Linked DNA regions of Mus musculus: all the other regions are linked to region 5. Evidence: chromatin contacts called from public ChIA-PET, HiChIP or PLAC-seq and promoter capture Hi-C data. All regions are on one chromosome and are shown on one strand. The core of a region is the stretch at or near the end of the contact, and the rest is flanking DNA. Distances in the headings are between cores, read along the strand shown. Region 1 has its middle 22 kb from the start of Gm30695. Region 2 has its middle 29 kb from the start of Setd4. Region 3 has its middle 7.8 kb from the start of Gm30474. Region 4 holds the start of 1810053B23Rik (RIKEN cDNA 1810053B23 gene). Region 5 overlaps Runx1 (runt related transcription factor 1). Region 6 holds the start of Cbr1 (carbonyl reductase 1). Region 7 overlaps Gm30530 (a long non-coding RNA gene).

Evidence for each region. Promoter capture Hi-C pulls out the DNA fragments that hold promoters and counts their contacts. ChIA-PET counts read pairs in DNA pulled down with a chosen protein or histone mark. HiChIP or PLAC-seq counts read pairs in DNA pulled down with a chosen protein or histone mark.
Region 1: a contact with region 5 is called in an RNA polymerase II ChIA-PET map of memory CD8 T cells, with 8 read pairs. The contact joins two enhancer-like sites. A contact is called at or near these places in 2 of 484 Hi-C or Micro-C datasets (bone marrow-derived macrophages and embryonic stem cells), 3 of 115 datasets of contacts at active chromatin or transcription factors (the NIH/3T3 cell line, memory CD8 T cells and pancreatic cancer cells) and 1 of 9 other capture datasets (embryonic stem cells).
Region 2: an RNA polymerase II ChIA-PET map of memory CD8 T cells shows a contact between it and region 5, with 6 read pairs. The contact joins two enhancer-like sites. A contact is called at or near these places in 1 of 15 datasets of contacts at CTCF or cohesin (embryonic stem cells), 3 of 484 Hi-C or Micro-C datasets (B cells, liver and nephron progenitors) and 4 of 115 datasets of contacts at active chromatin or transcription factors (acute myeloid leukemia, embryonic stem cells, large pre-B cells and 1 more).
Region 3: an H3K27ac HiChIP or PLAC-seq map of microglia shows a contact between it and region 5, with 7 times the contacts expected there. The contact joins two enhancer-like sites. A contact is called at or near these places in 4 of 115 datasets of contacts at active chromatin or transcription factors (acute myeloid leukemia, bone marrow-derived dendritic cells, large pre-B cells and 1 more) and 1 of 9 other capture datasets (embryonic stem cells).
Region 4: a promoter capture Hi-C map of liver shows a contact between it and region 5, with 7 times the contacts expected there. The contact joins the promoter of 1810053B23Rik here to the enhancer-like site in region 5. A contact is called at or near these places in 6 of 39 promoter capture datasets (the 3T3-L1 cell line, the C10 cell line, liver and 2 more), 1 of 484 Hi-C or Micro-C datasets (liver), 2 of 115 datasets of contacts at active chromatin or transcription factors (large pre-B cells and pancreatic cancer cells) and 1 of 9 other capture datasets (embryonic stem cells).
Region 6: an H3K27ac HiChIP or PLAC-seq map of trophoblast stem cells shows a contact between it and region 5, with 6 times the contacts expected there. The contact joins the promoter of Cbr1 here to the enhancer-like site in region 5. A contact is called at or near these places in 3 of 39 promoter capture datasets (the C10 cell line, liver and stem cell-derived epiblast-like cells), 3 of 484 Hi-C or Micro-C datasets (all in liver), 8 of 115 datasets of contacts at active chromatin or transcription factors (embryonic hindbrain, embryonic stem cells, large pre-B cells and 4 more) and 4 of 9 other capture datasets (adipose tissue, embryonic stem cells, liver and 1 more).
Region 7: a contact with region 5 is called in an H3K27ac HiChIP or PLAC-seq map of the NIH/3T3 cell line, with 4 times the contacts expected there. The contact joins two enhancer-like sites. A contact is called at or near these places in 6 of 115 datasets of contacts at active chromatin or transcription factors (the NIH/3T3 cell line, acute myeloid leukemia, fibro-adipogenic progenitors and 3 more) and 1 of 9 other capture datasets (embryonic stem cells).

What each region holds. Positions count from the first base shown.
Region 1 is chr16:93,551,137-93,554,725 of GRCm38.p6, forward strand. No RefSeq gene overlaps it. Among named protein-coding and RNA genes, the nearest start is that of Gm30695, 22 kb to the left of the region's middle. Within about 2 kb of position 1,750, at least 49 of the 459 cell types and tissues checked have an H3K27ac peak or open chromatin away from gene starts, as enhancers often do. A contact at or near this core is called in memory CD8 T cells, where this site is marked.
Region 2 is chr16:93,573,051-93,576,662 of GRCm38.p6, forward strand. No RefSeq gene overlaps it. Among named protein-coding and RNA genes, the nearest start is that of Setd4, 29 kb to the right of the region's middle. Within about 2 kb of position 1,636, at least 54 of the 459 cell types and tissues checked have an H3K27ac peak or open chromatin away from gene starts, as enhancers often do. A contact at or near this core is called in memory CD8 T cells, where this site is marked.
Region 3 is chr16:93,137,933-93,141,765 of GRCm38.p6, forward strand. No RefSeq gene overlaps it. Among named protein-coding and RNA genes, the nearest start is that of Gm30474, 7.8 kb to the left of the region's middle. Within about 2 kb of position 1,854, at least 19 of the 459 cell types and tissues checked have an H3K27ac peak or open chromatin away from gene starts, as enhancers often do.
Region 4 is chr16:93,357,249-93,361,090 of GRCm38.p6, forward strand. It overlaps 1810053B23Rik (RIKEN cDNA 1810053B23 gene), which reads right to left and starts at 1,464. Exons shown (of 4, transcript NR_040489.1): 1 at 1,377-1,464.
Region 5 is chr16:92,618,443-92,622,050 of GRCm38.p6, forward strand. The region is part of intron 6 of Runx1 (runt related transcription factor 1); the gene reads right to left. Among named protein-coding and RNA genes, the nearest start is that of Gm30224, 24 kb to the left of the region's middle. Within about 2 kb of position 2,124, at least 171 of the 459 cell types and tissues checked have an H3K27ac peak or open chromatin away from gene starts, as enhancers often do. A contact at or near this core is called in the NIH/3T3 cell line, memory CD8 T cells, pancreatic cancer cells and 1 more, where this site is marked.
Region 6 is chr16:93,606,185-93,609,999 of GRCm38.p6, forward strand. Cbr1 (carbonyl reductase 1) reads left to right here and starts at 1,653. Exons shown (of 3, transcript NM_007620.2): 1 at 1,653-2,070; 2 at 2,605-2,712; 3 at 3,611-3,815. The coding sequence starts at 1,782.
Region 7 is chr16:93,185,334-93,189,404 of GRCm38.p6, forward strand. It overlaps Gm30530 (a long non-coding RNA gene), which reads right to left. Exons shown (of 3, transcript XR_385063.1): 2 at 3,408-3,591. Among named protein-coding and RNA genes, the nearest start is that of Gm30530, 6.4 kb to the right of the region's middle. Within about 2 kb of position 1,433, at least 31 of the 459 cell types and tissues checked have an H3K27ac peak or open chromatin away from gene starts, as enhancers often do. A contact at or near this core is called in the NIH/3T3 cell line, where this site is marked.

The DNA of each region.
Region 1 (3,589 bases), core at 500-2,999, 930 kb after region 5:
TGAAAATAAAATGCGTCCTGACTCTGCCATGCAAGCAAGGGAAGCGCTAAGCCTTCTGAACACAGAGTCTGTTCTTCCCTGACATGGGAAATAGGGAGGGAGTGACTCAAAACTTATCCTGCACCGTAAAATGTATCGCTTGCTCTAAGTCCCGCTTTTAGGGACGGGATCCCAGTTTTACTACATCATGTTCACTTTGTGTTCAAAAGGAGGAATCCATTTAAAACATATTTACGCATCCTCCTCAGATCACAAGTTCTTGAGTAATAAGGAGGACAGAGTGAATATGAAGGGAAGGAAGTTTGTCTACAGGATGCCTGCAGAGTGGAGGAAGCCATAGCTGAAGGAGTAGAGAGTGAGGAACAAGAACAGAAAGATGAAGGGAAAGAACAGGAGTCCTTCCATCCTATTAGATGCCTGGCTGTGCCATAACTCAGCCAGGACAAGCTCAAGGCAGGGACAAGCTCAAGGCAGGGAGACCCTAGGAAAATCTGGTATTGGTGACTCCGGGGGACATTGCCTACTGGTTCCCCTCAAAGTGAAGAATGAGGAGAACACCTTCAGGCAGAAGATGCTCTGATTCAGCTTCCTCTGACTCCAGGGGTCTCTGGAGTCACTACCTTCTCTAGGCACTGACCATATGGGAGGACCACAGCAGGGAGGACGACTACAGAGGAACGGGTTCACCTTGATCCCCTGGCCTGAGTACATGAAGTAAGCACAGGAGGAAATTAGCCCCAAGTCAGAGAAGAGAAGTCCTTAGGCCCAGGACATACACACGTGGACCAGCTTCACCAAGCTTGTGAGTGGTCACAGACCACACACACCAGGGGCATGAAACAAAACAGACCAGCCTTCACAGACCTGCATGCTTCCTAGCCTCTGAGGAAGGAAATCTGCAGACCAGTCAAAGCCGGCTTCTCATGGAGAAAGTCAATCTGTGACGACTCTGTAGATCATGCCTCCACTACCTCAACCAAACATGGCTTCTTCTGTGGCAGGCCTGCATTTCTGCACCCGTGTGGGCAACTGCAACTCCACTGTCTTCTAGTTGAGTGGACTTGAGGCCATAGACTGAAGGCCACGTACCACAAACCTTACCTACATGGTGCTTGAGGCTGTTGACTTACCTCCTGTAGGAAAGATTGTTATCAACCTACCCCAGTAAAGTCGAGCAACTGGGCTGAGGAGATGTCTCAGCCAGTAAAGTGCTTGCCACATCAGTACGAAGACCTAAGTTCAATTCTCACAACCCAGATAAAAATCCAGAAGTGATGGTGTACACCTGTAATCCCAGAACTGGGGAAGCCAAGACAGCAGGAACCCTGGGACTCGCCAGACAGCTGGATTAGCCAATGAAGTGAGTTCTGGGCCTACGAGAGACAGTCATAAGACTAAGATGTACAATACCTGACAAACATTACCCAAACTTGATCTCTAGCCTCTACAAGTACTTGTACACACACACACACACACACACACACACACACACACACACACACACGTACCCGTGCATACACACCACACACACTCAGTATAGCAACTACAGAAATACTGACAAGCAGCACGCACGCACACTGCTCCCCTCTCCCAGACATCGTTCCACAGCATCCAAGACCGGGGAAGTGTCATTAAGATTCACAAAGAAAAGCCTGTCAGCACCAAGGGTTTTGTGGTAAGCCAGGGTGAGGTCTCCCTGGAGCTGGTGCTGCTCTGCTGGGCTACGCCCTCCCAATGTGGCTGTGGTTTGGTCCTCACACAAGCTGAAAGAGAAGCAGGGCTCATTTGCCTGCCTGCCCTCCCTCCGCACCAGCCTGTGAGCAGCAGAAGAGAAAGCCACAGCCCAGCCACCTCAACCACAGAGCCCCAGCTACCAGAAGTCAACACTGGAGAAGTTTCCCAACCAAAAGGACAAGGAGGAATTCGATTAAAAGAGAGACCGCCAACCTGTCAACCACTGGCCTTTATGATGTGGGAAATGTCAGAATTAGGGATAAGTGAGCAGTAACTCAAGCCACCGTAAAACCCACCACAGATCACAAATGGCATCTTAACAATGCCAGCATCAAAAATTGTGGTGTATTTATAGTCTGCTTCTGGCTGTCAGATTCAGTAGTCAGCAGCCATGTGTACCAACTTATACTTAAATTTTAAGTCATCAAAAGGGTTCAAAGCTTAAACTGTTTCAGCTGTTTGGTCAGGCAAGGCGTACATTCTGGGTGCTGCCTCATGGCATGTGGCCTGTGGGTGCCATATTGGAAACAGAAGTTCTAAAAATGCTCTGTCATCACAGACAGCTCCTCTTGTAAGCCAGGATGGATGACTCCCGGGTGTTTGTTCCTAGCCTTGGCCTTGGGCTACGAAATGTGTGGTCTTGGTGGTCGGCTTGTCTGGATTTAGACGTGTCTAAGAGCAGTGAAGCTTCTAAGTAGGAGTGTTCCCTTCCACAGGAAGCTGGCCTGAGGAACCGTGGGGAGGGAGGGAGAGACCTGCCTCAATGTGAGCAGTGCTATCCTGTGGACTGAGACCCAGAGGGGAAGGGAACGGCAGGAGGGAGCCAGCAGGCAGCTGCATGCCCCCTCTGAGCATGTGCATGGCTGCTGCCCTTATCCACTAAGGTCAGGCTACAACATTATCGGATTTCCAATGTGGACAGGAAAGGATCAGCCAGTTTTTTGGCCCCGACTGGACTAGAACTACTGCAGTGGCCTATTTATTTAACTGGATGGCTAAAGAGCTCTGGGCCTTTGTGATGCAGGGATGTCCATTTTGAGGTTATGTAAGCCAAGCCAATAACTCTTATTATATAATATATTATATGATATATATCATGCTGCATTTACACGTGTTCATTATTCTGTGTCCCTAAGCTACCTGTAGATAACTAGTGGATACATGGTTGTGGCTTCCCATTTGTGGAATTATATCCACAAGTCAGATTGACTGAGAACTGAAAACATTTCCATAACTTGGATCTAGAGTATATACTGACCGGTTATTTTTTTTTTGTATTATTTACAAAACATGTATTCTAGTTTCATTTCTGTCGCTATGATAAAATATCCTGAGGAAAAGCAACCTAAGAGAGCATGGGGTTAATTGGCTTACAATTCCATATTACAGTCTATATCGGAAGGGAAATGAGGCGGGACTCAGATACTCACATCACATCCAAAGTCAAGAGAGGAGAAAAATAAATGCACAAAGGCTTACCTGCTTGCTTGATCTCCCTCTCTGGAACTGTCTAGGACCCTCTGCTTAGAGAATGGTGCCACCCACAACGGGCTGTATCTTCCTACATCAGTTAACAAAGACAGTGCCCCCCTGATATGCCCATAGGCCAGCCTGACCTAAATCATTCTTCAGTAAGACTCTCTCCCCAGATTCTAAGTTGTGTCCAGTTGACATTTAAAAACTAAACAGCACAATGATACAATGTAACAACTGTTTGCATCCAATTGACATTGAATTGAGTCCTGAAAAGGTATACAAAAGGTAGCTTATATGCAAAAATTATGTTGCCTTATATAAGAGTCTGGAAAGTCAACAGATTTTGGTAACCATTGGTGTGTCTTGGCACCAATACTCC
Region 2 (3,612 bases), core at 386-2,885, 950 kb after region 5:
CCAATAGACTATTTCAACTTCAAGCAAACACCCATGCACATAAACACACACACACACAAACACCCATACACATAAACATCCATACACATGAACACCCATACACATAAACACACACACACACACACAAATACACATACACATAAACATCCATATACATGAACACCCATGCACATAAACACACACACAAATACCCATACACATTAACACACACACAAATACCCATACACATTAACACACACAAACGCCCATACACAAAACACACACACAAATACCCTTGCATATAAACACCCACATAAACACCCCTCCACATACAAACACCCATACACATAAACACACACACACACAAACCCATGCACATAAACACTCATACACATAAACACACATGCACATAAGCACATGTGCACATAAGCACATGTGCACATAAGCACCCACACGCAAGCCTAGGATATGGAGGAAGACACATTTACACTGCTTGTGTGAACTTCCACCTCAGGTCTGTGACTTGAACCGTACTCTGGGCCTGGGCAGAAGAAATTCTCCATCCAATGGATCATGTGACCACAGGTTTTAATCATGTGACCACAGATTTCAATCATGTAACCACAGGTTTCAAGGACCAAGTCCCCACTCACCTAGTAGCCTCAGTCCCTGTCCACGAACACAGGCAACTTGAGGAGGAAAGGGCTCATTTCACCTTCCAACTGACAGCCATGGTCAATGGGAGGTGGGCATGAACTCAAGCAGAAGCTGAAGCAGAAGCCGCAGAGGAACGCTAACTACTGAACTACTCCCCTGGTTTACTCAGGAGTGGCACTGCTCACAGTGGCCTGGGCTCCCACATCTATCATTTATTGAGAAAACACTCCACAAACTTGCCTATAGGTCAATCTGATGGAGCCAACTCTTCAATGAAGGTTCCTCTTCCAAAATGATTCTACCCTGTTTCAACTCGGAAACACACACACACACACACACACACACACACACACAAACCAGCAGAGTCACATTTTTCTCTGTTACATTGGATGAGTCTCCCTGGCTGGCTGTATCCTGGATGCCCTGCATCCGAGAAGTGAGGAGCGTACAGAGGAGACCGTGTGCAGGCATTACCCCATCTCATGAATGGCTGCCACAGTCCTTATACCCATCTCATCCAAGAGAACAAATATCCTCATAGACATGTGTGAAGCGAGAGATCGTCACTCAACATTTAACAACCTGCACACCTGTTCGGGTTCATTAGCCGGCTAATGAAAATAAACCTTGGTCACGTCTCGGATGGCTGTTCATTGCCCTGGTTTCTGCAGACATACTGTAAAATTAACTGCGAACTGCTATTTCCTGCAGCCCCACCCCCCCCCCACCCCCCCAGGTAGAGACGGGTGAGAGGGCTAAAGAAGGCAGAAGCACACAGTGTCTGCAGAAATCATATTCAAGGGAGATCAAATGTAATGTTTTCTTTCAACTCGGACAACTGCTTTGAGATGTCCCATCCGAGCAACCTTGAACACAGCCTCCGGGGTTGGCCGATTACCCCTGACGAATACCATTTGTGCTTGAGTGATGTCGCTGATGAAGTCAAATCGTGTGTGGGGGTGGGGGGGGCAGAACGTGATGAAAGGGTTTTCAGTCTGCTGAGAACTTACTGTAACGTACACGCTCACGCTGAGGCCCCACTTCCTGCCCAGGACAGGCCCCGTGTGATCTGGGCTTCTTAGCTGACTTTTGTTTGTCGGTGTTCATGTCTCTTAAAGGGAGCCAGTTCTTTCTTCCCCTTTCCCAAAGCAAAAAGATGTACATAAACAAAGAGGGCCACCAAGCCCTGGTCGCTGTCATTCTGCACATGAGATAATAGTCAAAAACAATACCATGAGGTTGGCCAGCCAGCACGCCTGCAGCTGCTGCCAGCTCCCCTTGCCACTGTACACAAGCCATGGGCATGTCAGGACTTGAAGAATGAACCAAAGCCCAGAGAAAGAAAAGGCCCAACAGTGTTCAGGGTGAGTTCGTCTGGCCCTCCCTCCCCTGCTCACTCCTTCCCAGAAGCCCCGGTACCTACAGACAGACAGAACAAAGACAAAGCCAGCCCCACACCCGATGTTCTCACCACCGTCCCTGCCTCTCACTCTCAAAGACTTGACCACAGTCGCTGAGGGGCATCAGAGAGCAGCCAGGGAAAGGCTGGATGAACAAGAAGCCTGTGTTGTCTCCTCCCAGTCAGGGGATTTGGGCAAAGAATGGCCTTCCCCGTGAGCAAATGGAGGTAAAACTCCAAGTGTTGTGTTGGGCAGTCCGTGAAGCTGCAGCCCAACTTCCCATACGGTAGGGTGGTTGGTGGTCCAGAAGCCATATTTGATATTTGAGATCAGTTATGCTCCCCAGTGAAGAGACAAAAACTGTCACCACCCGGAGTCCTCTAAGCAGAGCTACCCCCTTTAGGGGTGCCACAGTATGAATGGATTACTGATGGTCACACAGACCAACCCAGAAGACAGGTATCTAGCATCCTTGGATTCCCTTGTGGATACCAAGGCCCTCTCACAAAATGGCAAACAATTTGCAAATCGCCCACACATATGTGTGCTTTAAATCTTTACTATTTAAAGCTTAGTCCAACGTAAACATTGCACCAATAGGTGTGCTGTTGACTTAGTTACCATTCACTGCTGACTTGACACAGTTTACAGTCATCTGAGAGGAAAGCAGGGATTGAGGCACTGCCTAGATCAGACTGACCTGTGCAGACTGTCAGGGTTATTAATTGGTGTAGAAAGGTCCGGGCCACCGTGAGCTGTACTGTCCCCAGGCAGGTAGTTCTGTGTGTACAGGGAAGTTAGCAGAGCATAAGCCAGCAAACAGCTTGCCTCCCTGTGTCCTGCTGTGTGTCCTTGGGTGTCAGTGCGTTTCCAGTTTGGAAGCAAGGCTTTGTGAATAGCAAGCAGTTCAGCCCTGATGTCCCTCTGGGATGGGCAGTGACCTGACAGTGGATGAGGTACAAGTTGCTTTTGGATAGTGTTTCTATCGCAGCAACAGAAAGCAAACCAAAACAATTTTCAACGCAAGGCTGATTGAATCTCAGATGCAGAAACAGGTCACTACAGAAGGAAACTTGGCCGGCCATGGGGTTTGCTTGGTTTTTTTGTTTTTGTTTTTTGTTTTTTTCCTGAGACCACCAGTGTCAAGTTGGTGGGTGGTAGGACTAAGTCAGTCCGCAGTGATCTGCAGTCTGTCAGCTGCCTGTGGACAAAAGAGCCAAGAGTGCCTCGAAGCTCTGCCCCCAGATCTAGCGCACCCCTCTCATGCTGAGCGATCTGTCCGCAGAAAAAGATTCTTCCCAGCACTCCACAAAACGCACCCTTCTAGAAACATCTACCAGATGAGGCACTCTGAGGCCCTGAGGACTTTGCGTGGGTGGTCCAGTCAGCTCCTTAAAGGCAGCTCTTGTGTTTGCCTGTCCTTCGGGTAGTGTCTAAATTCTCAATTAAGACGGAAGTTGGCGTCTGCCTGGTCTTTCTCTGCAGTGCTGAAGACATTATTCATTTACTTAGGGCTCATCTGTAGCGCAACACAGTTGGCCCCTCCTCCGCCCTGAACTCACCCCTCATACACACT
Region 3 (3,833 bases), core at 604-3,103, 520 kb after region 5:
TTCTGGCTCGAAAAGCTGGAGTAGCCACTGTGTTTTAAAAGCCTTCCTCAGGACATTGTGCAGCCTGCTTTTATCAGCACAATGACTAACAGGTGGGCCTTAAGCTCATCACATCTTATTAGGCCTGTCTCCCTAGCCCCCTGACACACAGGGCTAGCTCGATTTATTACTTCAGCAGCCCCTTAAACAGGTCAGTCTGACCCCAACTACACATCCCACGTGAAGGTCATAACTGCATGCTTAGTGGCTTCCAATATGGCCTCACCACAATCTGAAATCTGATTGTAACCTTCTCTTGTGCGCAGTTCTCTAGTGATTACACTAGCATCAAGACATCTTAGCTCTCAATCCCAGCACTGCACTTCCCTTGTTCTAACCTCTGCCTCCCCGTCCCCCTGCCCCTAGTATAACACACAGAGGGAAGAAGGGAGAGACAGGGAGAGGGGTGGAGTCTATAGCATAGGAAGCCGAAAGTGGCTCACCTGGATATTACCATAGAAGTCGGAGATTTCAAAGGCTCTTCTAAAGTCTGAGGACAGTTAATGAAGTGGGAGAAAATTAAGTGCAGGACACCAAATCCTTGGCAGTGATACTGAAATCGGGGTGCGGAGCACTGGGATCTAATTTCACATGTTTCAGGAACTTGTAAAGTTATGTTGGTCCTTTCAGTAGCTTATATCCAAAACATAATCTTCAGGCTCTAATGTCACCGCCATCGTGCCATCAAACTAACCCCTATGCAAGCACAAACTGGGTTGATAATATCCATCTATTAAGGAAAATGCACACAAGATCAAAGTATAGCCAAGTGCATTATGGAGAATTATTTATGTCTTCTAGAAGATTATCCTTGGGTGCAGTTTCTCATGATAAGAACCTGGCCTGACTTTGTTCTACAGAGTCAGAAAGCCTCCTGTATTAGATGCCGCTCTATTGCCTCCTTAAGTGGAGTTGAAAGAACAAAGCGTTTTCCAGAAGGAACGGGGCCCTATCTGTCCTCAGAGCTGCCCAGAGATCAAACAGGTCTTTTTAGCAGTTTTATTAGACATCTTCAGAGGCCTTCAAAAAATACTCGGTTTTATAAGTGGTGAGAGCTAGTGGGTGGGAACTCCTGCGTGTAAACAAGTGGAGTTGTCAATCATGACTGTTGAAAAGAAACTATTCCTTAACAGGGAGGGCTGTATGGATACACTTCTGGGTTCTCCTGTTTTGTATAATGATGCTTTTATATTAGTTTAAGAGGTGAGCTTTCCAACCACTGAAGTGTTCTTACGGTAAACAGATCGTGGTGGTGTACCATTCTGCATTGCTAGGCAGGAAAATATACAGAGAAAATTCTGTCCCTGGGCTTATTTACTGGAGTGGAACTGTGTGGTGCCAGGACTCTCCAGGCCAAGGTGTCAGTGGGATTTGTTCAAGGTTGCCAGGAAGAATCTGCCCTGGGCCTCTCTTAGCCCAGTGCTCCTTATAGTTTAAAAGCATCATTTTAAACTCTGTCCCCACCTTGACTGGAGAGGGGCGGGGAGGGAGGGAGAAGAAAAGGGAGAGGGGAGAGGGGAAGAGGAGGGGAGGGAGGTCTCAATTTTCCAATTAAGGGCAGATTCTGAGGGGCAGGAAATGACTACTCGAGGTGTGATTTAGTGGTAGAAAATTTGCCTGGCACGCATAAGGATCCCGTTCAATATCTAGCAAAGGAGGAAAGAAAATTGAGACATCAGTTACAGCTGGTCCTTCCTTTTGACTTCTCCTCCCCCCCCCCCCCCCCGCTTGGTTCTTGGGCCACCTGGGACCTCTGAGAAGCAGCTATAGAAGTCTTCAGTGTGAAAGGCCTTTGGGAAAACAAGGTCTCCTGGGTCATCTCTAGTACATCTGACTCAACTGACATCCTCAAGAAGGGCTTGCCACCAGAGTCTCACACACAACTTGCCCAGCAGTGTGAATGCTGCTTTTCAACGAGCCTCAGATTCTCCTGCCTTCCTGGAAGACTCAAGTGAAATCAATTCTCATGTTTTTACCTAATGAGACGATCGTAGCAAAGTCATCATTTTAGCAAGCTGGAATTCTGGGAGTGGTGGTGATGGGGTAACATAGGCTGAGGTCCTACATGGGGAAGAAACCTAGAACAACAGATTCTTATTTCCTTTTCTTTTAATATAAAAATAAGAACCCCAAAGTAATATGGCACAGGGAAAAAGAATGTTCTGGGTGCACAGAGAAAAAAGCAAAACACTACATATCCAAACTCTAATGATATTTTATTATTTTCCCCTAATTATTATTGTTTACTGATTATAAATGAGAGTCTTATTGTCAGGAAGCCCCTTTGTTGGGACTGGAGAGACCACCCAGTGGTTATGTGATTACTGCTCCTCGGGAAGATATAAATTTGGTTCCAAAGCCACACGTAAGTCCATTTCCATAAGTATGGGATGGCCCCTACCCCCACCTCTGTGAGCACCTACCTTTGTGTGTACGGACCCACCCATAGACACGTATACACAATCAAAACTAAAATACACTTTAGTCAAAGACAGGCCCTTTGTCACACTAGCCCACCGACTAATGGGTTCCACAACGTAATTACCAGTGTCCAGACATTTTAAAGACCTAAGGGTTGGGAACAACAACAACCCCATCCTCCTAAATGATGATTTTTCTTGAGGCTCTCTACACGGATGGAGATGCGACTCCCTGTCATAGCAAACGACCTCTCTGAGCACTCGCGTCGCACTAATTGATCTTTTAATTGGTTCAGTCAACACTAGAGTCTTTGCACTCAACAGGGACTAATTGCTACAAGCAACTGCAGCCGCTCAGTGCTGGCTCAGTGTTGAGAAGACAGACCGTCAACTGCCTAGAAGGGGTAGCATCGACCCGGTGTTAGCTACGCTGACAGGATGCTGCACTCCCTGCAAAGAGCGTTTATCTAGCGATGTACAAAGCCGGTTAGTCAGAATGGGCAGTCACTAGGGTTCCTAGCTTACATGTGTTTTTTTTTCCTAATGAGATATGATAAGCCACTGACTAGTTTCTTTATTCCCTCAGCATCTCTTGTACCACAAAACCTTAATCCATTCCCTTATTACTAGGTGTGCCAGTTCATCCTCTGGTTAGGATCTAGAGCCATCCAGGAGGCCATCCTCTGAATAGCACTTGCTGTCCTGTTCACCACGTTTTATTGTATTGCATTTTATCTTATTTGAACTACGAAGTTTTCCAGTTGCCCTCAATCAAGATAAAATGTTTCCACCCTAAGCACCCCATTTGAGAGAATTTTTTCTCCCTTTAATACTGAGTTTGGGAACTCATCTGGGTTAGCTCGACTTCTAAAGTATGTCCAAGAATCTTTTAGAGAAGCATTTGTCTGAGTTTTAATTGCGTGTCTGCGTGTGTGTACGGCTGAGTGCTAATATCCATGGAGGGCTGAGGAGCTGGACGTACAGGCAGGTGTGAGCTGCCCAGTGTGGGTTCTGGGAGCTGAACTGGAGTTCTCTTTGAGAGCAGAAGGCATGCTAAAGCATCGCCCAACCTCCACAGTGATCAGCTTAAAACTCATTCCTCCATTAAAGCGTGTAAATGAGGTCTTCAAAAAGGTGGGTCTTCGCTGTTGACCTGCAAATTTGCTACTACCACTCTCCAGAGAGAGACAGAGACAGAGACAAATAGAGACAGGCAGAAACAGAGAGACACAGATAAAGAAAGACAGAGAGACAGAGACAAATAGACAGAGACAGAGAAAGAGAGAAAGAGAGAGAGAGCAAGAGAGGAGTTGAAAAGAATACTTAAAATGTATTCTGCTTACCTATGTACTTATAATTTCTTCAAAACATTTA
Region 4 (3,842 bases), core at 214-2,713, 740 kb after region 5:
CAAGAGAGCAGGCCTTCTGTGGTGCTGACATGCAGGCAGAAGGGGACCGTGGTGATCATGTGTCTCTGGCAGAAAGAGATTCTGAGATGCTGACATTAAAGAGCTTGAGGGAGTCCATGCCCTGATTCCTGTGATGCACCTCCTGCCCCCAGGCCCCATCATCCACAGATCCGCACCTCCCAAATTTTGAATTCATCAATGAATAATTTTTTCACTTGATCAGAACCCTCATAATCATCTCTAGATATGCAACCTGATATTCCTAAGGGTGTGTTTAGACCTCTGGGCATTTCTGACCATTAGAATCAGCCATATGAGAGTCACCATGAGGTACCGGTTCAAGCCCCAGATGGCCCAGCTTACAGCTCTGTCCACAGTTCTTGGCTCTGAGCTCTTCTACCACATCACACTGGGTGGTTTATTTCCCATCTGCCCTTTGAGTTAGAAGTCAGACGATGTGAAAAAAGTAACTTCCTGTTTAGGAAGCATCCATTTATTAAAACAAAAATAATAGGTCCCCACTAAGGCCTATGACCTTCCCGGCCATGAGCTCTTGACCTAGTTTTCTGTACCAGGGATGGGATCACTCTTCTTGAGCAGGCTCAACTCCAACCAGAAATCAGTTGGTTACTCTCACAATATAATATTATAATTGTATATATTAGATATAACTAATGTGACACAATATATGATGTAAATATAATATAATATAATATAAATAGTCATGCCATTATATCAGTTGGGACATCTTGCCTGGCAGGACATTTCTGTAAGTTCACATCTGGGCAAAACTATAAATGGCCTCTCTGACTCCTCCCTCTCCCTCTCCTCTCTTTAGCTGGGAAGCCTCCCTCCCAGAGCTCATTTCCTTCCACCCTGCAGGGCTTGGGGCTGACTGTCTGATGCCGCGTCCTCTGTAGACCTGGTCATGCAGGAGGAGTTTCCTTTCTGAAGCTCTGTCGTTTGCTGTCAATGGATGGCAATGCAACCCACAGCCAGTCAGCCATGACCCTGTCCTGCTCTGCGTAGCTCCCTCACCCACCTCAGAGGGTGACACTCCTCCATGACCAGACTGAGAGAGATGGCTGAACCATACCAGAGCACAGTCCTCACTGTGAGTGACACACCATCCTGGGCTCATCCTCTCTGTGCCTTCTATCACCTGACCCCACCCCTACCTCTGTTCCTGTATCTTGGAAGTCCTTAGAGGACCTCGAAACTATTTCATCTTGTCATCATTGCGGGCCCCCCACCCACCCACCCTGTCTGTCCTGTTTTGACTCTGTAACAATTTTCTCATTTATATCAGTCAAGAACACCTCAGGCCAAGAACAGACTAAACCGCAAAGGTCTCTGAAGTTCCCGGTCTTCCTTACCACTTTGCTTAAGGGCACTGGCAATGCCCATGTGTTCCTCCTGCATTAGCAAGCTCCGTTTCTTTCTTTTTCAGCATGTGGTTCCACTGGGCATTCTAAATTCGGCACCCTGTTTTTAATGTGTTTATCTAATATCCTTGCCTCTCACCACCTCCCTTGAGGCAAAACTTATCTCCCATGACCCACTGCCAGGCAAACTCCCAAGCAGGCGTGGACCTTCTATGACTTGCCAAGAGTTGCCCAGTCAGTAGTAAGACAAAGCATAAGGACCCATCATCAGAATCCGCTGTCTCCAGGCTAACTGCAGCTCCCACAGAAACAAGAGCATCACCCGGGAGAGAAAGGGAGGCGACTGCAAATCTGATGCTACCTCCTGAGATGGGTCTCAGCTGCGAGTTCTTTCTCGACCATGTTTGCAACCTCCAGCTGTTCCCCTAGAAGAGAGAAACAGAACATATCATTAGACCCTGCTGAGGATGGGGTAGAGACAGATGGTTGGCACTATGGATTGTAGATCATCTCTAGATGGTGGGATTCCATGTAGAGATTTCGGGGTAAAAGAAATATTTTCTAAGGGGAAAATTAAACGTCAGCCAAGAGTAATGAACAGACACTCTGACAGTTCTGCATCATGATGTCTGTTCATGTGTACTGTCTTCCTGACACTTAGAGGCACCTCCTCTCCAAGCACAGTAGACAGAAGTGTCCATCTTTTTATGCTTTTTTTTCTAGCATCCCTTTTATAGCAAAACCCATGAGCAGCCTTTTCCTTATGCCGTGACCCCAGAAGTGTCCTTAGCACTGTTCTGTCATTCCAGAGACAACTCACGTAAGAAAAGGTCACAACACGTGGGACACCGAATGTCTCTCACCAAAAGAGACACTCTGGAAAGTCCAGGTCAGCTGAAGCCTGCAGTACAATGGGCCAAGCTTCCTCTCCCTACTTATTGGATCTGTCCAGACAGCCTGGACAGGCATTTCTGTGCTTCAGGTAGGCAGAGGTATGGTATCTCCTCTCAAGCATAATTAATGTATCCAAAGAAAATAAACACTGAGAGCAGGTGTTCAAATATCCCAAGCAGAGATGAATGCTAAGAAAAGAAATGTAAGTATGATTGAGGAAAAATCTGTTGGAATAAGTAGAGCTCTTCAGACTGTACAGATAAGAAGGTGCAAGAAGCGAGATGTGGGGTCTTTGGGGTATAGTCTGTTCTTTGTCAAAGGTGTCCTTGAGTAGCATTTATGGGAACATGAATAAGAAGGTCGATACAGACCTGGAACAGGAAAAACGCACATCTGGAACTGCAAGTAGACAAGGTCCAAGGTCCTCGGCATGAACAAATGCTAATTGCTCCAACAGGGTCATGGCACGTTGTAAGCACGTACAGTGTTATCCCACTGTACCCTACTCATACGCTCAATTATTCCATGACCGTTGGAAGTTAAAGGAGCCCCTTAGATACATCTATGAACTCCAGCTACACCAATTGATGGGGACCAAAGGGCAGAGGTCAAACATGCTCTCTGACCTTATGAAGGTGATTTTCCATTCAAGGTCAAGGACAGATGAAGTTCTTAGAAGCGCCACACAGACCTAACACCAGCGAGAAGCTCACTGCTATGAGCCTGAGGTTTAAGTGTTGAGTTTGAGAGAGAAACCCAAAGCACACCCAGTCAGCATTACTACAGTCCTGGGAAGAAAAGACTGTAGATAATCAAATAAGAGATAGTGCTCTTCACCTGTGGCCTAGCGGCAGAACATGAAGGCAGGAGTCTGTAATTCATCTTCAGGGGCTGATGGAGATTCCCTTGATTGCTGGAGAAAGTGAGCCAGCCTTAAAAAGCAGAGACAATGGGATGCCTGCCACCTCAAAGGTAGTCGGCCTAAATTATTTTTGATATATTGGCACATCTCTTATGATCTACTAAAAAATTAAATTTTTCATTCATCTATTGTATTCAACAAGCGCCAGTCACAAGCCCGGATTATTAATGATGTCAGCTCGTGTATTACTAAAACAAATGCGTAGCGCTCCCACTTCTGATGACAAAAGGAGAGGCATTTGTTTCAATCACAGGGCACAATCTTATTAAACATTGCCGACTTACTGCCAAGCTGGCTGGTCACCAATGCGCAGTTACGGGACAAATGGAATCAGAGGGCTGTCAATCTTCTGACAGTGTCACTGTCCCCAAAATAATAAACTTAGAGGAGATAAATCTATTATGACTAGGGCACTTTTGCCTTCTTAAATCTGGACTCCTCAAATGCAGAATTTCCAGAACCCTCCCCTGGAGGAACAAGGCTGGTTGGAAAAGCTAGTGACCATGGGCTAACATGACCTGACCAGTGCACATGCATGAAACAGACATGACCCTTCCAGACAGCAATGTGGTGAAACCCTGCTTGGTAGAACACATTACCAAATCCGTTTATCTAGTGGGAAGGGGGATTTCTTTTCAAAA
Region 5 (3,608 bases), core at 874-3,373:
GTCCTTTGACCTCCATATGTACAGCACAGCACACACACACACACACACACACACACACACACACACACACACACACAGACAGGCACATACACATGTACACACACAGAGACAGAGAGAGAGAGATAGACAGACAGACAGCACACACACAGAGACAGGCACATACACATACATACATACATACATACATACATACATACATACATACATACACAGACATAGAGACAAACAGACATATACATAGAGAGAGACAGAATCATATACATATATACACAAAGAGAGACAGCAGACACATACATAAAAGAGAGACAGACAGACAGACATGTACACACAGAGAGACAGACACATATACACACCATATACACACATGCACACATACACACACACAAAGAGAGAGAAACAGACACATACACGCACAAACACACATACACACACACAGAGAGAAGGGGAGGGGAGGGAGGGAGGGAGGGAGGAGGAAGAGGAGAGGGAGAGGCACACACATATACACAGAGAGAGACACTAAATTTAAAAATGTAAACAAAAGTTTAAATATAAGTAACATATAACAATTAAGGAATAACATTATTTGATTGTGGGCTTAGTTTTTAAACTCTACAGCAATTATTGAAGCAATTTTAAAATATTTATTTATTTATTTATTTATTTATTTATTGTTTAATGCATATGAGTGTTGTATTACTTGCATCATATCTGTGTACCTCATGCTTGTAGTGCCTAGGGAGACCTTAATCGTGTGTTGGATTTCCCTGGGATTGGAGTTAACAGACCGCCTTTAGCCACTAGTGGTTACTAGGAATCAAACCCAGGTCCACTGGATGAGCATTCAGTGCTTTAATGTCTGACCCAGCTCTCTAGCTCCCACAAAACTATTTTAAAAAAAAAATCATTTTCCTACCCGATAGGCAATAAACAAGCTAAAATGAAGTCACATAAAATGTTTCATTCCATTCAGAGGAGGCAGGAAAGCCGGGGGTGGGACTAAGAACCAGGTGCAACAGGCATAAAAGTTAGACCATGGCAGATCATAATCCAACTGTATCTATAAAGGTGAATTGTCTAAATCTACCACAGAGGTTGTCAGAACAAGCTACAAATAAAACTTAACTACCTGACGCATACAAATGGCTCATTTAAATGTAGATTCAGATAGGGCAAGCATAAAAGGGTGGAGAAGCTGTGCTAACACCAATCCAAGGAAAGCCCGAGTTGCTGTATCAAGTTTTCTACAAAGCCGATTGAAGATGGAGCTTTTCAGGGATAAGAGATAAGTTACGTTATGATAGTACGGAAAACCAAAAATACATTTTCCTTCACAGGTGTCCCGTGAACAAAGGGTCTCACTAACTGCAATACAAGGAAAAGCAGACAAACCCATCCTTACGGCAGGAGACTTTAGCACCCTCTTCCAGTCACCGATAGACCATGCAAGCAGAAATTCAGACTCGGCTGACCTGGACAGTATCAGTTTGACCTACAGAACACCGGTAGGCCGCTCCTTTCTTCTGAGGCACACAGATCACTCGCTAAGGCAGACTACACTTGAGGCCACAGAAGACTGCTTGGGTTTGAAGGCATAATCATACAAAGTATTTCCTTAGGCCACAAGGACTTAAACTAAAACCAAACAACACTCTCCCCTCCCCCGAAAAACAAAACAAAACAACAACAAAAACCAGTAACAGAAATATTACTTAGAAATCTTCAAAAATTGGAGATTATCTGGAGATGCCATAGCCACCAAATAAGAGATCTGAAAAGATATGTCGACTGTCAGTTACTTAATGAAAATGAAAACACCAACATTTAGGGACTGGAGACGAGGCAGCTTTGGAAGGGAAATTTCTGGTTCTGAAAACATATTTGAAAGGAAAGCCAGAACGCCAGTAACTAATGCGTATGGGGTGAGGAGGGGGAAAGAATGCCCCACACCCGAGGCAAAGAGAAGTAGCCGTATCTAAAGTGATCAATGAAGCTCACTCCAATCAGAAGAGTAAATAAATGTTCCTGTTTCGAAAACTCAAAGCATCCCGATTCAGCCTTGTGCCCTCCCTCCCTGTCCAAGGAAAGGACACGCGGGGACATCAGCCTAGTTCACTTGAGCCTTTGGTGGCCCTGGCACCTGACCTCACAGCCTGGGTTTTCTGGGTCAGGACGTTGGGGCTCTGCTGTAGTCAGGGCTCTGTTCCTTGAGTATTTGGCGGGCATCTCTAAAACAACAAGCCGTTCACCCTCGATCCATTGAAAATAAACAGTGGGCCATGCAATGCAGGGCCACTTGCTTCTTAACGCGCAAAATCTGCTCTGAGAATGGATAAACCCAAGGGGCCTGTTCTGGGTTTTTCCTTAGAAGACTCCCCCTCTTTCTGCAAGGCAGAAGGCAGAGTCATCCTCAGGGCGCCCTCCCAGTGCAGCTCAGTCATGGGTAGCTGGTGTAATGCCCTCTCGGATGCCTCAGAGAACACAACAGGATGTGAGTCAGGACACAGAGATGTTGAGTCAGTTTCCAGGGTGATGTGTCAGGGCGAGCCCCAGGGGAGGCTTGCACCTTCTCATTTGGGACCCTTGTGAAGAAAGACCCAGGATACCTTGTGTAGGAAAGTGGTGGCGCCCCCAGATGCTTGGAGGATGCCCCACCCCCACCCCCCACTCTGCAATGTCAGCTTTCACAGCCCTGGTGTTGGGCAGGTGACCCAACTGAAAGGCTGCTTGCCTCTGGTGGTTTTGAGCAGTGTTTCCTTTGGCTTCTGCGGTGGGCAGTAAACCCACAACAGCTCCAGAAGTCAGAACAGACAGGAGTCACCCCAGAGCTCCTTCCCCCAACCCCCACTCCCCAGGTAGCCAGCACTGGATTAGCATCGCCTAAGCACACCAGTGAGAACCAGTGATAACAGGAGTCAGTTCCCACCAGTTCTGGATCCTGGAAGAAAAGAGGGTTGTGAAAGAGCCCTGGGATTTGCCAAGCATTTGTCTCCCACTGGCTGCAGACATTTTGGTTAGTCATGTGCGTCTCGGCTGCGGTCACTGTTCCAACGGTTACTTTGAAGGGAGGCATCCAGAGTGAGCCAGGATGGAGACCTGCCTGGTAAGGCTGTTTCAAAGGCCTTCGGGGTCTGAGGGACCCATTCTAAATGACATCTATAGACCCAGGAGGTGACAGGCCACCTGAGAAAGGGAAGAAGGAATTGTGTGGCTTCATCTCCTGTTCCGGTACCCAAATTCCTCACTCATCCCGGGGAGGCCTCCTGACTTTGTGGTCAGGATGCTACAAATCTGAAATGCTTATTCCCAACATCAGGGACACTCCTAACCCCGGTGGCTCGCCCCAGAATCCTTTTCCTCCCAAATCTCTGTTTCCTCATTTTTTAAAAATGGGGTTGGGGGGTAACCAGACTCACCTGCCTCCCAGGTGTGAGAGTTAATTAATGTTTGTGGTACAGCTTTGAGATCCACAGATGAAAGGCTCTCTATAAATGCAAAGTGCTATTCCTCATTAGAGCTGCCAGACAGTTCCCAGGGGAAATAGCTCAGCCCTCGCCACGAGGGAGGCCTCTCCTCTCAGCCAGATCAGTCTGAGACAGGTCTGGAAAGGG
Region 6 (3,815 bases), core at 403-2,902, 990 kb after region 5:
CAGAATGAATAAATTTACCTGAGGTCACAAAAGAGGAGTCTGAACAGAACTGGAAGCTTGTCTTGCTGTGGATACGTGGTGTTTTACTATACTTTCGGCAGCTCACAACCTCGTGTGACTCCAGTCTGTGGGATCTGATGCCCGGTGCCCTCTTCTGCCCTCTGGGCATGGCACATGGTACGCAGACATGGGTTCAATCAGAACACGCATACACCGTTCTTGCTTCCTGTGGTTACATGGGTTCCAAGGATTGAACTCAGGCTGCTGGGTGACCAAGGTCCTTGCCCTCACTTGCTGAGCCATCCCACCCTGGGCAGCATTTTTTTTTTTGGATTATTCAGGTTTCTTAAGCAATTGACTAGGAGCTTACTTTGAACGGCAATTTACAAGCAATGTATATGAGGCAGTAGAATATTTTGAAATGGAAATCTTATACCTGTCTCCTTTATTTTACTGTATTCCTAATACAATGACCTTCATACACACAGAGAGGTCTTCCTGTGGGGTCAGTATAACTAAAATGTCTTATTTTAATCTAAATGGCCACTTGTTTCTAATAGCAACCTACTGAATGGAGAGGAAACGAAACTTGACCTGGAGATCCCTATAGCCAGGGTGTTAGGAACCAGTGACGAAATCTGTTTCCCACGACTGAACCAAATGTCATTTTGCGAGCATATGGCATCATGTCATCTTAAAAAGGGACTAAAAGGGTGCATTGTGGTGCACAGAAGAGCAGCATCCCCTGAAGGCCCTGTACACATCTGTACACTCAATACAAACATCCAGGTAAGACAAAGCAATTAGAAGTATCTAAAGGGATACCACAGGCTAGTAAGGAATGTTTCCTGCCCAAAGATTACCCCAATAGCTTTGCTTTGGTGTCCTAAGAGGTGAATTCAACACAAATTGCGATTCCTCATCATAATCTCCCAGTTTGTCCTACAATTCAAGTTCCTACAACTTAAGTGGCAGCTTTATGTTATTTTTTTTAAACACCAGAAAGAAAACGTACAGAGGTCCAATTTGCAAGTTGGGGAAAACAGTGAAAAATTCATACAAGTAATGAGGAAGACCTAGACCCGTGGGCAAGCTGAATGCATGATTTCCAGGTGCAAAGCTGTGTTTCTCTCTCTCTCTCTCTCTCTCTCTCTCTCTCTCTCTCTCTCTCTCTCTCTCTCTCTCTCTCTCTCTCCCTCCCTCCCTCCCTCCCTCCCTCCCTCCCTCCCTCCCTCCCTCCCTCCCTCCCTCCCTCCCTCCCTCTCTCTCTCTCTCTCTCTCTCTCTCTCTCTCTCTCGCCTTCTCCTGCAGTCTTGCCTGGCAGCTGGCTTCAACACGCCTTCAGGAAAAAGCCTGAGATGTCAGTCATTTGACCTGGCCGGTTTTTTTCCTGGCTGGTATGTAACCCCCAACTGCATAATGCATAATCTGAGATAACAGACAACCTGACACCTTTCGTTGCATGGTAAACTTTTATTTAAAAAAAAAACAAAAAACAAAAAAAAAAAAACGGAGTTCAGGTAAGGTGAGCCATTTCCTAAATACACAGCAATTTGACAAGAGGCAACTTTAAAATCCACACTAAACAACAAACACACCCCCCACCAGCCACGCCCCCCGTAGGGAGGGGGCTTAAACTGCGCATGCGTGCTAGGTGCGACATTGTCGACGCCAATTTCAGTCCGCCAGTGAACCGGTCTTGAACCACTCTCCAGCAGCCTCGAGAGGCAGAGTTTGCGCCAAGTTCCTTGGTCTCCGACGGCCTCCCTTCTCACGCAGCCATGTCTTCCAGCAGACCCGTGGCGCTGGTGACCGGTGCTAACAAAGGAATCGGATTCGCGATCACTCGTGACCTGTGTCGGAAATTCTCCGGGGACGTGGTGCTCGCGGCGCGGGACGAGGAGCGGGGCCAAACGGCAGTGCAAAAGCTGCAGGCGGAGGGCCTGAGCCCACGCTTCCACCAGCTGGACATCGACAACCCGCAGAGCATTCGCGCACTGCGCGACTTTCTGCTCAAGGAATACGGAGGCCTGGACGTGCTGGTCAACAACGCAGGCATCGCCTTCAAGGGTAAGCCATTGGGTGTGGAGATGGAAGGTGGCTTCCCCAGAGCCTGGTGGCAAGGTGGGCTGTGCCTCTCTGGGATCATTACTAGGACCAGGAGCACTATGCTGTAGGACTCTGAAACAGATCCCCTGGGAGAAACAGGACAGGGTAGTAGGGGCTGCAGGAAAGCAGAGCCTCAATGTTCGCCATCATTTCTAGGTTTCCCTCACCCAGTTGTTGAGTAATTGAATTGGACTTGGCGATACTTAAGTGGAACTATATCTGATACTGAAATAAGCAAGAGATTGAGGAGAGAGAAAGAGACAGAGGGAAACGGTGTTTCCTTAAGATCCTGATATATACAAACTTCACCTAGCCACCCCCAGTGGTGGTGGTGTCTTTCAAGCACAATAGAAAATTGTCAGATGGACAGTGATGCAGAGCTGTATGTAAACAAGACTGTACTTGCAAGTGGATCTCTAAAGCTCTAGCTTACTTAGGTCTTTACATTTCCACTCCGCTAACTCGGTTCTCTTCTCCCCCCCCCCCCCCCGAAAGTCAATGACGACACCCCCTTCCACATTCAAGCAGAGGTGACAATGAAAACGAACTTTTTTGGTACCCGAGATGTCTGCAAGGAGCTGCTCCCTCTAATAAAACCCCAAGGTGAGTCTGCCAGGTGACTTCCGGGCTCAGCTCCTCTCCCTACTGCACAGCCTCTCTGCCACTGTGAGGCACTGCTCAGACCTTTGATCTCAATTCTTTTGTGGCCATTGACTTTCTCTTTGCATACGCAGCTCTTCTTAATCTTCAGATAAGATTCCAGCATCCACTTCTTCCACCTCCTCACCCATTAGGGGCTTTAGGACTCCAATTATGTCTGAAATATTTTGCATACATACTGACATCCCACTGGCCACAATGGCCTGTCCCCACAAGTGCTAAGATTGTACCCAACTACATCCCTCAGCCCAGCTCCACAGCAGCTCTCAGCTGTCAAGATGAACCCTACAAACCCTCTGAGGAAACCACCTTTCTGGAGCAGGACTTCTTTGCCTCTCTACAGCACTCAGCCCCTCCTAAAATCCTTCAGGAAGAAAATCAGGCCTTTAGCAGGGCTCACAAGACTCTATAATCTCACCCTTCCTTATTCCGAGCTCATGTTAGTGCTCCATCAACATGAGAAACCTTTCTGGAAAAACAAACTATCACATTACATTTCTCATGAACTGCTCTCATACCACAAGTCTTTGAATAGCACGTGAATGACCAGTCATTAAACACACCAGTAATGATGAGGGAGCCACTTTGAAAATGTGAGTCTCTGGTATAGAGTTGACTAAGTATGGCTCTCTCAGAACTCCTGTCCTCTCTCCTGTCTTCCCCTCTGGACCAGATCTCACGGTCATCTGGCTTCTCTGCTCACACAAACCTCAAAAGCAAAAAACCAGATTCTCTGCTACTTAACTCCTGTTCTGTGCATCCCTGTCTCACATGAAATCTTTCTGATACAATTCTCACCAGATGTAAAGTGCTGTTCTTGTACATGGTGATGTGTTTTTAGGCAGAGTGGTGAATGTGTCCAGCATGGTGAGTCTCAGGGCCCTGAAAAACTGCAGGCTGGAGCTGCAGCAGAAGTTTCGAAGCGAGACCATCACAGAGGAGGAGCTGGTGGGGCTCATGAACAAGTTTGTGGAAGATACAAAGAAAGGAGTCCATGCGGAAGAAGGTTGGCCTAATAGTGCATATGGGGTCACCAAGATTGGGGT
Region 7 (4,071 bases), core at 183-2,682, 570 kb after region 5:
AAATGATGAGTTTGGCCTGTCAAAGCTTGCAGAATGTCCAGAGAGTTAACTCGGCAGGCAAAGTGCTTGCCACACAAGCAAGGACAAGAGTCCTTAACCCCTGTGTAAGCGCCACGCAGGCATGACAGCCTTCCTGTGGTTCCAGCTCTGGCAAGGCAGGGACAGAGGACCCTGGGGACAAGAGCTAGTGAGACCAGCAGTGTTAGCCAGCTCTGGGATGAAGTGAGAGACCTGCCTCAAGGGAAAAAGATGGAGATCGAAGGAGGAAGTCGCCCGGTGTCAGCATCAGGCCTTCACATGTACACACATACACAGGCACATGCATGTACACACGCATGCACATGCACACACATGCCCCTACACAAATACAAACAAATACACACATGCCTACAGACAAAACAAAAACCTTGATGGAGAATGCCATTAGCATCTAATGGCTGAAGATCAGGGATACTCCTGAGCAGCCTACAATATGCGGGACAATGTGCCAGCAAGGAAAAAAAAAAAAGCCAGGTCCAGTGTGACCACATTGCTGGGGCTGAAACACTGTGGTCCGTGTAGCAAATGTGGAAGTTTGAATGAAAATGGCTCCCACAGACTCATTGGGAATGGCATTATTGGAGGTGTGGCCTTGTTGAAGGAAGTGTGTCACTGGGGATGGGTTTGGAGGTTTCAGATGCTCAAGCCAGGCTCAGCACACACCTCTCTCATTCCCACCCACCCCCCTCTCCCTGTTGCGTGCTGATCCAACTTTACAGCTTTTGGCTCCTTCTCCAATACCATGACTGACTGCATGCTACCATGCTTCTTGCTGTGATAATATTAGACTAAACCTCTGAAACTGTAAAGCCAATACCAATCACATGATTTTCCTTATAAGAGTAGCCATAGTCCTGGTGTCTCTTCACAGCAACAGAAACCGCTAAGACAGAGATGACTAAATTTGAAAAGGAAAAAAATAAATAAACATGGCAACTTACACACCAGGTTGTCCACATAGCTTTAATCTCTGAAGAATGGGAGCAGAGGTGGGGTTGAGATCCTGATAGAGTGAATGAGAACAGTACCCACCCACCAGCTTCCCACTATCCTTTGGCATCTTTATCCTCCATGCTTAGACATGGCTTAGTGAGGGAACTTCACTAAAAAACTGTGCTCTGCGCAGATGGAAGAATATAAATTGGAGTTGGGAGAAAAAGCCAACTTAAAGGTCACATGGGTTAGGGAAATGATAACTTAGCCAGTTTGGCCTTTGGCAAATCTACACAACAGTGCTTGGATTCCCATGTATAATCTAAATTAACATGAGTTAACCTCAATCTCTTGCAACCTTCATATCAGGAGTTTGGTATTTTTATTGCACTAGAGGGAGTTCAGTTTTAAACAGAGCAGCGTGCCGGTATGAATGTAGCCAGTGAGTCACTGGCTGTGTGAGTCTGAGCAGACTGGCTTTGCTAGTCATTCCCTGGAGTTTGGCTTATACCCTGCAGCTCAGAGAGCACATAACCCACACATCAGCCTTCCTTATATGTGGATATACATCCCGGTACATGTACGGAAAGTGACAGTTTCTCTCCTACACATACATGCTAATGATAAAGCTTAAGCTTTGAGTTAAGCGCAGTAAGAGACAGTCACTAACAATAAATACGAGCAACTAGAACACCCATGATAAAGTCCACATGCCTATGTTTGAAGCAATGAAGACATTATCTAAAATAACTAAAGGAGGTTTTGAAGACTTTTGCAAGCATGAAGAACTGCAATGCATCCCGTGAACTACACATGCATGTGTGTTGTGTGCATGTGGTCATGTCAGCATGAGTTCACGTGTACACATACATGTGAAAGCCAGAGGACAACTTAAGATGTCATCTACTTGGCTTTTTGAGACAGGGTTTCTCCCTGGTCTGGAACTCACTAAGGAGACTAGCATGGCTGGCCTAAGAGCCAGAGGGGACCACTGTCTCTACCTTCTCACTGCATATGGTATGAGCTCTGGGGACCACACCAGCATTTTATCATCTGAACCATCTCCCTAGATCCCTAGTTCTTTCTTCCTTGTAGCCTCTGGGTGTCCTGTGGAGCCAGGGTTGTTGTCAGCCAAGGAAGGATACAGAGGGCACATTGGTTGAAGTGAGCCATAAAGCACTGGCACTCACGTGGCAGGTGGGGAGAAGCCACCGAGTGACCAGTCACCATCATCACTGAATGTCAAATGTCACTTGCATGGACACTACATATAGATGAAAGCCCAGGAAGGCAGAGACTGCTACAGGAGGCAAATACATTCTCATATTCATCTGGAAAATAAAAGCACAATTGTGATTTCTGACTCTTCCCAGACTCAGCCTTCTGTCAAGCTTCACGCGCATCCTCCAACACTTGGGCATAGCCAAGCGGCACTTTGTGCTCACCTCTGTGGCACATGCTCACGCTCTTTCTCTCTGACCTCTGCCATCCCTCCCTCCCTACACCCTCACGGTCTTATTTTACTCTGGAATGTTCCCTCACTAGCCTGAACACTCCATGGTTCTCAGTATGAGTCTCAGTTGTACATACATGGGGTTTTCATAGACACACCTTTGTCCCCTGACCTTAGTCTGACCGTGCATTCAGTGTCATATGAGGTGAACGGAAACTGGTCTCCCTATCCCTGACTGTGAGACACGCATGATCTGAGCACCTCTTTTTAAAACTCCCTCTGGTGTCGGTGTCTTTTGACTAGGAGCTGTCCATATGATTGCATTTGTACCTTGTTCTGATGTCCAGGGTCCGCCTCACCACTCTTCTCCATGTGACAGGACACAGCCACGAGAACATAGGGAAGACTCTGGGAATGGTATCATAGGAGCCAAAGTTTCAGCTACCTTGCTGCCACCCGTTGGTGAGTCTGTCCTCAGTACAGTGTCAAGGATACACAGTGGACAGAGGTGCCATGATGACCTGGCCATGTTGGCATTGGAGCAAGTGGTTGTGACAGATATGACTGGCATCTGTTTATTGCCCCCAAATCCATCATAAGGACTCCTCACTTAATAAACCAAACTCTAGGGTACATATGTGCCTGTTGCACAGGCCTGAGACTAACTTAAAAGTATGGGAATTAAGACACACACTCACACACACTCACATACACACATACACACTCATACACACACACACACACACACAATCTGTTGTGCAGAGGTCATCAGTGCTCAGAGCTGAAGATAAGCAGCCCATTGGAAGCATCTTCCTTCTCACTGCAGCCATTTTCAAGGAGTCCATGTTGCCCTATGTGCTGACTTCCGTCCCTAGGTTCAACTAGGGTGCCTCTCTAAAGCTCCGCCCTTTCCCATTTGTGCATGCTTTGTTTTGTCAGCAGAACTTGGAGTGTAACCAAGGAAGAGCTCTGGTCTATTGACCTGAGAGGGAGGGGATGAAGATCAGGTGGGCTATCTTCTCAGTCTCAGCTCCTTCCAGCCACAGAATGCCATGCACGCGGAGAGGATGGCTGTGTCCCACGGTGTGTGGTGAGGACCCAGAGCTCTTCCAGACAGCAGAGAGAACGGGTGCCTTCCTCCACACAGAGATGATACAGGGTCACTCCTGTGAACAGAGATCTCTTAGAACATCACAGGCCCCCTTTCCAAGGGCCAGCCTCTTAGATTTAATCTACGAGAACAGAATGTGGCCAGCTGCCTTCAAACGTTAGACCAACAATGGATATGCATTAACTTTGAGTGTGTCCCCCACAAGGCCTGGTGACCCCAGCATAAGGAATGTCGATGACATCGAGTCTCTTTCCTAGGTCAATCATCATGGACGCAACTGCAGTTGGAACCACTGGTCCCAACAGGTGTCACAGTGAGGGCTTTTACAACAGGGAGGCAAAGACAGACTTGTGAAGGCCAAACAGCACAGCTACCACCCCCATAGTGTGCTCTATAATGTGGGCAGGAACCTCTCTCCTTGAACACAGAAGATATCTTCTCACAAATTTAAGTCACACCTTTTCTTCTAATTTTTAAGTTACATATTCTTCCCATTAAAAAAAATAGCCGACATGGACAGGCAGCTGCTCATGAA